Linked DNA regions of Mus musculus: region 2 is linked to region 1. Evidence: chromatin contacts called from public HiChIP or PLAC-seq data. All regions are on one chromosome and are shown on one strand. The core of a region is the stretch at or near the end of the contact, and the rest is flanking DNA. Distances in the headings are between cores, read along the strand shown.

What was found. HiChIP or PLAC-seq counts read pairs in DNA pulled down with a chosen protein or histone mark.
Region 2: an HNF4G HiChIP or PLAC-seq map of pancreatic cancer cells shows a contact between it and region 1. The contact joins the promoter of Krtap28-13 here to the promoter of Col4a3 in region 1. A contact is called at or near these places in 2 of 39 promoter capture datasets (the C10 cell line and embryonic stem cells), 1 of 15 datasets of contacts at CTCF or cohesin (pro-B cells), 4 of 484 Hi-C or Micro-C datasets (the G1E-ER4 cell line, the HPC-7 cell line and pro-B cells), 1 of 115 datasets of contacts at active chromatin or transcription factors (pancreatic cancer cells) and 1 of 9 other capture datasets (liver).

The regions. Positions count from the first base shown.
Region 1 is chr1:82,585,056-82,589,684 of GRCm38.p6, reverse strand. It overlaps Col4a3 (collagen, type IV, alpha 3), which reads right to left and starts at 2,764. Exons shown (of 52, transcript NM_007734.2): 1 at 2,254-2,764. The coding sequence starts at 2,340. It overlaps Col4a4 (collagen, type IV, alpha 4), which reads left to right and starts at 2,836. Exons shown (of 48, transcript NM_007735.2): 1 at 2,836-3,066.
Region 2 is chr1:83,058,630-83,063,258 of GRCm38.p6, reverse strand. It overlaps Krtap28-13 (keratin associated protein 28-13), which reads right to left and starts at 2,329. Exons shown (of 1, transcript NM_027778.2): 1 at 1,338-2,329. The coding sequence starts at 2,263. The coding sequence ends at 1,847.

The sequences.
Region 1 (4,629 bases), core at 1,515-4,014:
CACGCAAGCTTGCATGATTGCAACATGATCGCATATGATATTAGCTGGAAGTTCTCTGGTCACAGGGTACCACATTTTAAAAATGAGATTTATATATTGTTATTTTATGTGTGAGTCTTCTCTCTGCATGTAGGCATGTGAGCATGTCTGTGTTGGTGTTTATGGAGGCCAGAAGAAGACACTGGATCCCCTGGGTCCTGAGTTACAGATGATTGTAAATGGGTTCTGGGACTCGAACCCAGATCCTGTGAAAGATTCACAACTGTTCTTAATTGCTGAACCATCTCCAGCTCCAGCTCACCCCTTGATTCTTCTGAGAGTCCCAGGTCCCTTCATAACCTCATTGCTTTTCTTCTAAGTCTGGAAAGATGATGATGATGATGATGATTACTGTTCTGGAACGTTCTTAGGCCTTTGTATAACATGACTTACTGGTTTCTGATAAAGCTGTTAGAGAATCCACATCAGTTTGCATGAGTTGTAGCCATCCTGTCCAGCAGTATTTAGTCACCTAGGTCAGTCAGTCCTTTTCATTCAGTCATTCACTCACTCACTCTTCATGTATTGTGTGAATATAGGCAGGCAAAAGACGCAACTTTCAGGAGCTGGTTCTCTTAATCAATTTAGGAATTGAGTTCATATTGTTAGTTTTCATACACTGAGCCATCTCACTAACCCTGAAAACTATTGTCTTTTGAGAGCCACTTTATATAGGTTGCAAAATGTTTTGGAGTATAAAGGCGAAGACACTAAGACACCAGCACATGACTGAAACGGTGGGTGACCAGATCAATTAACTTTAGCTCTCATTGAAAGCTGTGCAGGAAAGTGAAGAGATGAAAGAGGGAGATCTTAACCACAGATGCAGACAGGCCTGGAAGTTGCCAAAGGAGACATTTAATCTGAATATAGTTCTGCTAAAAATACAACTCTATATTGCTGTGGGTCCGTAGTTGTGGATCTAAGTGCATAGAAATGGAAAGAAACACCACAAAAAGCTGGGCCTGGGTGATTTGTGGGAAATGGGAAATCTAGAGGGATGGGATGCAGAGGAGTGTTAGCCTAGCTGTGATCCTGTAATGCTTCCCTTAAGAGGGAAGTGCAATGGAAACAAGCAGAGTAAATGCAGCCATAGGTCCTTAAAGTGTTCCCCGGTGACACATAAGGGAACACTAATCTCCAGTCACAGCCTCGGTCCTGTAAGACGGAGACACCTGCTCATCATCATTGGAGATGAAGCTCACCATACCCAAGACCACACCCAAGTCAACAAACAGCATCAAGCATCTGAAAAGTTAAATTTCTGATTCACAAACTGAAACCTAGCCAGCTCCTTCTAGGCTCCTCGTAGTTTCAAGGAGATTTTTATCTTTAGTGGCAAAAAACCAAGCATTATGGAGTAGATTCAAGTGAGCACAGGGTGACCCAAATTCCAAATAAAAACCAAAATCATCACAAAATTGCTTAATTCATCCTAATGTAAGTTCTGTGTCTTGATTTTTTTTTTTAACCGTGATGGCTTTTGTGTCCAGAGAGTCCAAAGAAACACTGAGCCCCAGTGAAGTCAGAGTTAAGGTGAGGTCTGGAAGGAGCAGAGCTGAGACTCCAAGGAGGAATTTCCTCCCAGGCTGGTGCACTTCATTCATTCACCATCCTGACATTACACCTTCAGAACCTTGGTCATTATTTTCATCTATCTATCTATCTATCTATCTATCTATCTATCTATCTATCTATCTATCTATCTATCTCTACCTACCTACCTCTCTATCCATCCATCCATCCATCCATCCATCCATCTACTACCAAACTCATCTATCTGATCATCCATCTATTATCTATATACCTCTTACCTCTGCCTTTTTGCTTATCATCATCATATACCTTATATCACTTACATTATATTTATTATCATCAGTTATCTTAGGTCCATCCATATCATCATCTGCCTGTCTGTAACCTAATTATTGCTATCCATTTTCTGTTCTCTGTAAGCTTTTGTTCCTCTATCTGGGACTCCTGGGGTCTTGGACCACTAACTGGCTCTCCACTTCTTCCAGCGCAGCACATTCCACCTGTTCCTCAGAGTTGTGTGCTGCTAGCCCATCCTGGGACTCAGGAGGAGCCCGCAGCTGAGCAACCCTCCAGATAGTGACTCAAAGACAGAACCCTAGTGAGTGGCACTGGCTTGTCTCACAGGAGACAGGCATAGCTCTGCTGCGGTGGGATCTGCACAACCTTTCAGGCACTCACCTTGCTAGCCACAGGAGAGGCAGCCAGGAGTAGCAGCAGGGTAAGCAGCAGGAACACCAGGAACCTTGGAGCAGTCTTGGAGTGCATGACGGTCCCGAGTCCCGGTGTTTTCTGTGTTCTGTGACCTACCGGACCCACGGGTTCTCAGGCGTCCATGTCCCCGGCGGGACACAGATTGGAGAGGCCCCGCAGTGACGCTCGCCTTGCTGGCCCACTGGGGCGAGTTTTGTAAGGGCTCGACCCACTGAGGTCTGTTTGTCCTCACCCAAGCTTTTGATTGTGACTCTAAGGGAGGGGAGAAGTGGCTGAGGTTCCGCCCTCGTCCCCTCTCCCTCCCAGTTCGCCAGGCACTGTCCCTTCAACCGGGCATCTTGCCCAGGAAGTGAGAAAAGGTTGGGCGCCCGCAGAGCAGGCAGGTGGGCGCAGCTCCAGGGGTCAGAGTGAAAGATGTGATGTCCCTGAGATCCTGGGACTTCGGTGCCTAGCGGGTGCAGGTCAACGTGAGGAATTTAGGGGTGTGCGGTAGGGAGGTGGCTGCACAGGGTGGGGGGAGTGGCCAGCAGCCCTGCCCAGATTAAGCGGGAGGCGCGCGGGAGTCTGCAACTCCGGAGGCCAAGTTTGCTGGCAGCTCTAGGGACTGCCCATCGGCTGCCGGCCTTCAACTCGCAGCCAGCACGCAGACCTGAGGCTGGACAGGCTGGGGAGAGGAACACGGTCACGGTCACGGGTGGATTCCCTCCAGCCATAACCTCGAGGAGCCTGTCTGGTCTGCCTGCTACCCTGCTGTTCCTTCTTTGCCCGGTTGCTCCCCAGGTAAGCCGCCCTCAGACAGGCACCGCCCCAGCGTCAGGGCACCTGCCTGGGACCAAAAGCATTTTAGCATCTAAGGGGTGGTGGCTGGGGAAGTTGTGGCCTTGGGGTCAGCAGAGGAGAGCTTACTTGGCTCCCGGGCTTCTCTGCCAGGGCTTGAACTGGGCACTATGTGTTTTGATTAATTTGGAAGCTCAAGTTACTGTCCTGGCAGTCTGGGCATTCCAAAATGCCAAGAGCAAGAGGCAGATGAGGGGAAAGAGAAAGCTCATCCTATTCTCTGAGTTGAACTGCTTTTCAGGCTAAACCTTATCTGCGGAAACGGAGGAGAAAATGAGAGCCAACTCTGGTCCAGGGTGTCCCTGCCTGGGAGGGCCTTGGATGCAAATGTCACTTCTGGCTTGGTAGGGTACATTGTTGCAGGGCTCTTACACTATCTCGTGCGGCAGACCACACTGAATGGAGTGTATCATTTCAAATGCACAGGCTACAGTAAAATCACAGTTTTGCTTAGATACTATCATCGCAGTGCTAAAGAAGAGAGGTAGTAACAGGCACGGAGGGTTATAATTACATGGCTTTGCTAGCTCTTTAAGGCACCCATAAAACAACCATAATATCATCACAGTGGTAACTGCGAACAAGGTCTTATGATAACCATCCGAATGTCATGAACGTATTAGTGGGTGGAAATTCAGCCACCAGCACTTCGGTGGCCTGTTAGCTGACGCTCATCACTGAAGAAAGGGCCCAGCTTCCATGAAGAAGCATCGAACATTTACTTGTCTCCGTTTTCTTGTACAAGTTCACTGGCCATCCTAGTTCCCTCTCCTTGCCCCACCACCCTCAGATTGTAGAGTGAAAGGGGCATCTTCCATGACATACAACCATGGCTATTCATTAGAGTCTCCAGAGGAATATCTAAAAGTTCCAGAGCCCAATGAATTCCAAACCACTTGTATCAGACATCTAGAGGACAAACTTAATGGTGCATGGTAGAACCTCTTGCAAGTTCTTTGTGCAAACGTGCTTTGTGGTCACTACTTTATTTTATTTTATTTCTTCTCATACATTACACTCCCACCACAGTCATTTTGGTTAGCTGTACTGAGTTAGGGTCTCTTTAGTAAAATAACAAGAGGACATTAATTAAAATCTTTATTAAGATTTAGGGACATTGTAGAGTTTGTGCCCAGATCATAAATGTAATCAGTCACATAGTGGCTTTAGGAAAGTTCTTGGGGGAATTTCTGTCATCCTCGTGGTGTAGGATGCCACTACTCTGATGTCCAAGAGACCTGAGAGGCATATGATTGCCTTTTATAAATTGATACTGCTTCTTAAAAAGAAAAATCAAGATCTTAGACTTGATATCAGATGTTTCTCCCCTTTGCAGGATTATAGAAAATTTAAATTTTAAATGGCTTTTCTCAAGGCCTGGTAGTTTCTTCCTCTCCTCTCTATGTATGATGTATTTGTGTGTGCATGTTCATGTGTGTGCTTATCCTTATGTGGGTGAGCAAGAGCCACAGAGTGGTGTGTGTGTGTGTGTGTGTGTGTGTGTGT
Region 2 (4,629 bases), core at 1,080-3,579, 470 kb before region 1:
TCATTGCTCATGAATTTATGACATCGCTGGTATGAACAAGCCTACCTTGCTGTCATTCCCAGAAAGGTACAGCGTATACAATTACATTCTTTGTGTGGTGTTTAATAATGATAGCAAACACTGTTGCTAGCTAATATTATTGCTACACTGTACTTCCATTGTTATTTTGGAGTATGTTCATGCTTATAAAAGTTTATTGTAAACCAGTGTGTCACGTTCATCCTGGCATAGCCTCATACTGCCATGTTTACCAACTCTCTTTTAGGAATGGCTGAATCTCATGTTTTCTGCACCATAATCTTTGGAGAAAAAAAAAAAGCCGCTATGCCTGTATGTGTGATGCATTGAGTGTGTGTGAGTGTGAGTGTGTGCGTGTGTGTGTGTGTGTGTGTGTGTGTGTGTGTGTGATATGTAGGATTTCTGTAAATTCATTCTATAATCTTTGCAGGATGAAAAGTCACCAAATGACAAGCCCCTTCCCAGAAGATAAAATTCACTATATGGAAAGTTCCTGAATCTTTGCATTGGTTGTATTAAGTGTCTACAAGTCTCTTCACCCATCAGATGACACTGTAGCCTACTATATTAGACTTTGCACTACAGTGACAAACAGCCTCACTGATGAAAGGTTTGCTTTAGCTCATGGTTTCACAGGTTTCCAGACACAGTACCAAGTTGTATCTACAACAGAAAAAACTCCTCATGACTGTGAGCAGGGTGATCTGAGCAAGTATTAGATAACTCTTACATATCTAGGCTATCAACTCTCTATCTTTCTATCCCTTACAGAATGGGACAAACTTGGAGAAGTGATTGGCTCCTTGTCTAATTGCTGACTACATTTAATATGACCCTCAGATGCCTACAGCAGCATCTTAGCCTTCCTTTTCTTGCTTATTTATAGGTGCTGATGTCAATATACTTGATCTCAAATGCCCTTTTTTGCAGACTCCCATGTATGTCTCAGTCTCCCATTATTCACCTTTCTGTCTTGACTGGAACATCTACCCCTAATCAGTTCTACTAATCCTCACTGACTCTTCAAACCACGTGCCAAGATGATCTGTTTCTTGAGCTCTCGTTCTTTTGAGTTACAACCATGGCCCACACAACAGTGTGCTAATCCTCTTTATCCATACTATGTCCCATCGATGTGAATATTTTACAAGGCTATTTTTCTGCCTCATATTCATGGTCATCTGTGTATATCTAGATAACAAATCTCATAGGGACTTAATTATTTGTGTGTGTTTGATGGGCATATCTCGCAGAGCATAATAATGAATGATAATATGCCAAAAATAACAAAGTGAATAAGACTGAAGGAGACATTTTATGTTTTATTTTGTAATTTTATTTAAAGGGGATTAACACATTGTCTGGACTCTAGAAAGACTTCTGTGACTACAGAGAATCTATATTACCGTTGTTAAACAGAGAATATACATTACCATTACAGAGAATAGACATTGCCATTGTTAAACACAAGCTGACCTAAAGCATAGATAGAAATTCAAGAAGGAAACACAATGGGGACCATTATACAATCTTATTGACATCAGTAACCAAGATGCCCTGCACCTTTGTCCTTTCTTAACATTGACTATGACTGCATTTAAAATGATAAGGAAATTTACTTGAACTTCAGAGTATTCAAATCAGGCAACAAAGTTTCAGAGTCCGGATTCTAGAGAGACAGATGCTGGGGAGACAGCAGGGTATACTCAGACTAGGACAGAGGAAAGCCTTAGCAGCGAGATCAGGGTGACTTGTTCCATCCTCTGCACTCAGGACTTACCAACAGATCGGTACTGGTAGCACTTGCTCAGGGGCCAGACATCCCAAGCTAGCAGCAGCACTTCTTGCATCCACACTTCTGCTGGCAGCAGCACTTCTGCTGGCAACAGCCCTTCCCACAGCCACAGCCGCAGCCGCAGCCACAGGAGCCACAGCCACAGGAGCGGCAGCAGCTGCGGCGGCAGCAGCAGACTACCGTAGGCTTGCAGCAGCCACAGCAACCACAGCAGCCACCACAGCAGCCACAGCCACCACAGCCACCACAGCCACAGCCACCACAGCCACAGCCACAGCCGCCACAGCCACCGCAGCCGCCACAGCCACCGCAGCCACAGCCACCGCAGCCACAGCCACCGCAGCCACAGCCACCGCAGCCACAGCCACCGCAGCCACAGCCGCCACAGCCACAGCCGCCACAACCACAGCCGCCGCAGCCGCCACAGCCTCCACAGCCACAGCAACCCATGGTGTCAGTAAAGAGGATTCAGGTGCAGTGAGGGGAGAGACTCAGGAGAGGAGAGAACAGTGTGATGCCCTCTTTCTGCTGGGAACCCCCTTTTATACTGCTCCCCCTTTATTTTTAGCCTAGTTTCCATGGAGAATTTTCCAAGACTTTGTTTACTTCCTTCTTGAGTCAGTGTGTCACAATAGCAGTGCTATTTTTAGCATTACTATCTTGGAAACCCTTGGAGTATTCATTTGGGAGTGAAAAAGTATGGTGCCTATCTAATCCAAGAGCAGGAATACGATTCATAAAATGCAGAGGAAAAGCAGTTGTAGCATTCCCAAGTGAATTCTGCATCTAAGGAGACATTTATGAGTGTCTTCTGCATGAGGCTGGATCCTCCAGGTTCTGGGCAGTCAAACAGTTGTGTAGGAACAGCCCTCCTAGCCCCTGGTTGACGAGACGCATATCAAGCGAATGGATTTTAATGCTTTCATTCTCCTTCTTTTCCCACTGGATTAATAAAGAGATCCCAATTGGAAGCCCTGGAACATGGGGATCCCAGAGTAGATACGGCCCTGAAAAGCCAGATCATCCATCTGTGACCTGAGCCTGCATGTAAGTTCAGTAGAGACAGTGGTGTGGTGTGTGTAGCGCATGCACAGCACATGTACAGCACATGCATAGCACATGCACACCACATGCATACCACATGCACACCACATGAACAACACATGCACGGATCTCTGCTGTGGCTTATTGGTGGTATCTAAATTAGCCAAATTGCCCTACTGTGAAGACAACTGAGCAAGTATGTAGCCTCATCCACTGCACATGACTGCGGCAGGTGCTTGGGACCAGAAGTGGAAACCTGGCAGGCTGAGTTAGCTGGACATTTCCAGTCACCATTTCATTTTAAGGGAGTTTTGGGATTTCAAAAATAATCATACAACAGATCAACGAAAGACAGGAGCTTCGCCCTTGCTGCTGTTTAGGCCAGGCTGCCACAGAATTGTATTGTTAACATTAGACAGCACATAATTATTTTACTACAACTTTAAAGGTTTTTCTAGTGAATTAAGAATCCCAGGGAACCATGAAGAGAACATCTGTGCTTTAAAGTGAGATTGCTCATTTTAGGGCTGCCTGCCATGTCCCTTTTGATGCCAGTTTGTACCATGAATTCTTCTGAGAACATTTTCATAAAGGGGCATGTTCCCAAAAAGAGTTCCCAAAGATGGATAATTGTCTGACCTGCAATGACTAAGACATAGAGATAGACACACAGTACTTTTATCTGACCTAGGTTTGATATTCATAGCTGTAAAAGACTATATCTGCAAGAGAGTGTTACAAAATATTCTCAGCATTTATTTAATTTTAAAGGTACCCATTAAGTACTTACAACATGCCAGGCCTTATTGAAAGTACTAGCTGATAGAAAGCTGCCAGATTCGTGCCAGGATCTAAATATAGGATTGAAGAGGTAAGTAAAAGTTAGAGCTAACTATGAGTTAGGATGTCAACAAGGAAGGATGCCAGAGGCCTCGTGAATTCTTTCACGTGGAAGTTTAGAAAAACAAGAATAAACTTAACGTGCCAAGGACTTGGTATATAAGGAACGCCACTTCCGAGGAGGAGCATCACGTCTCCCTCTCCTCTCCTGAGTCTCTCTCCTCACTGCACCTGAGTCCTCTCTACTAACACCATGGGTTGCTGTGGCTGCGGAGGCTGCGGAGGCTGCGGCGGCTGTGGCGGCTGTGGCTGCGGTGGCTGTGGAGGCTGCGGTGGCTGTGGCTGCGGTGGCTGTGGCTGTGGTGGCTGTGGCTGTGGTGGCTGTGGCTGCGGTGGCTGTGGCTGTGGTGGTTGTGGTGGCTGTGGCGGTTGTGGCTGCTGTGGTGGCTGCTGTGGCTGCTGTGGCTGCTGCAAGCCTACGGTAGTCTGCTGCTGCCGCCGCTCCTGCTGCCGCTCCTGTGGTTGTGGCTCCTGTGGCTGTGGCTGTGGCTGTGGGAAGGGCTGTTGCCAGCAGAAGTGCTGCTGCCAGCAGAAGTGTGGCTGCAAGAAGTGCTGCTGCTAGACAGAAGGGTGTTCAGGAGCTGTGTGAGTCCTTTGTCCCATTGCTTCCTATAGCTAAAGGCCTCTTACACACCATCATGTCTGTCTCCAGCTGGCTCTCTGTCCCTCCAACTCTCTCATACTTTCTTCCTTGATCTTTAAAGTAGTCTCATTGACAACTCTCACAAGGTTCTCTAAGGCCTAACATAGAAACTTCCTGATTGTTCTCTGGTTGCTACAACTCTTGGCAAAATCGCTGACTTGGGCTGCCCTCAGGCCTGGCCTATGCCCTTGGGATCAGGGTAAGTACTGCAGGCTACTCTTGCCTGCCA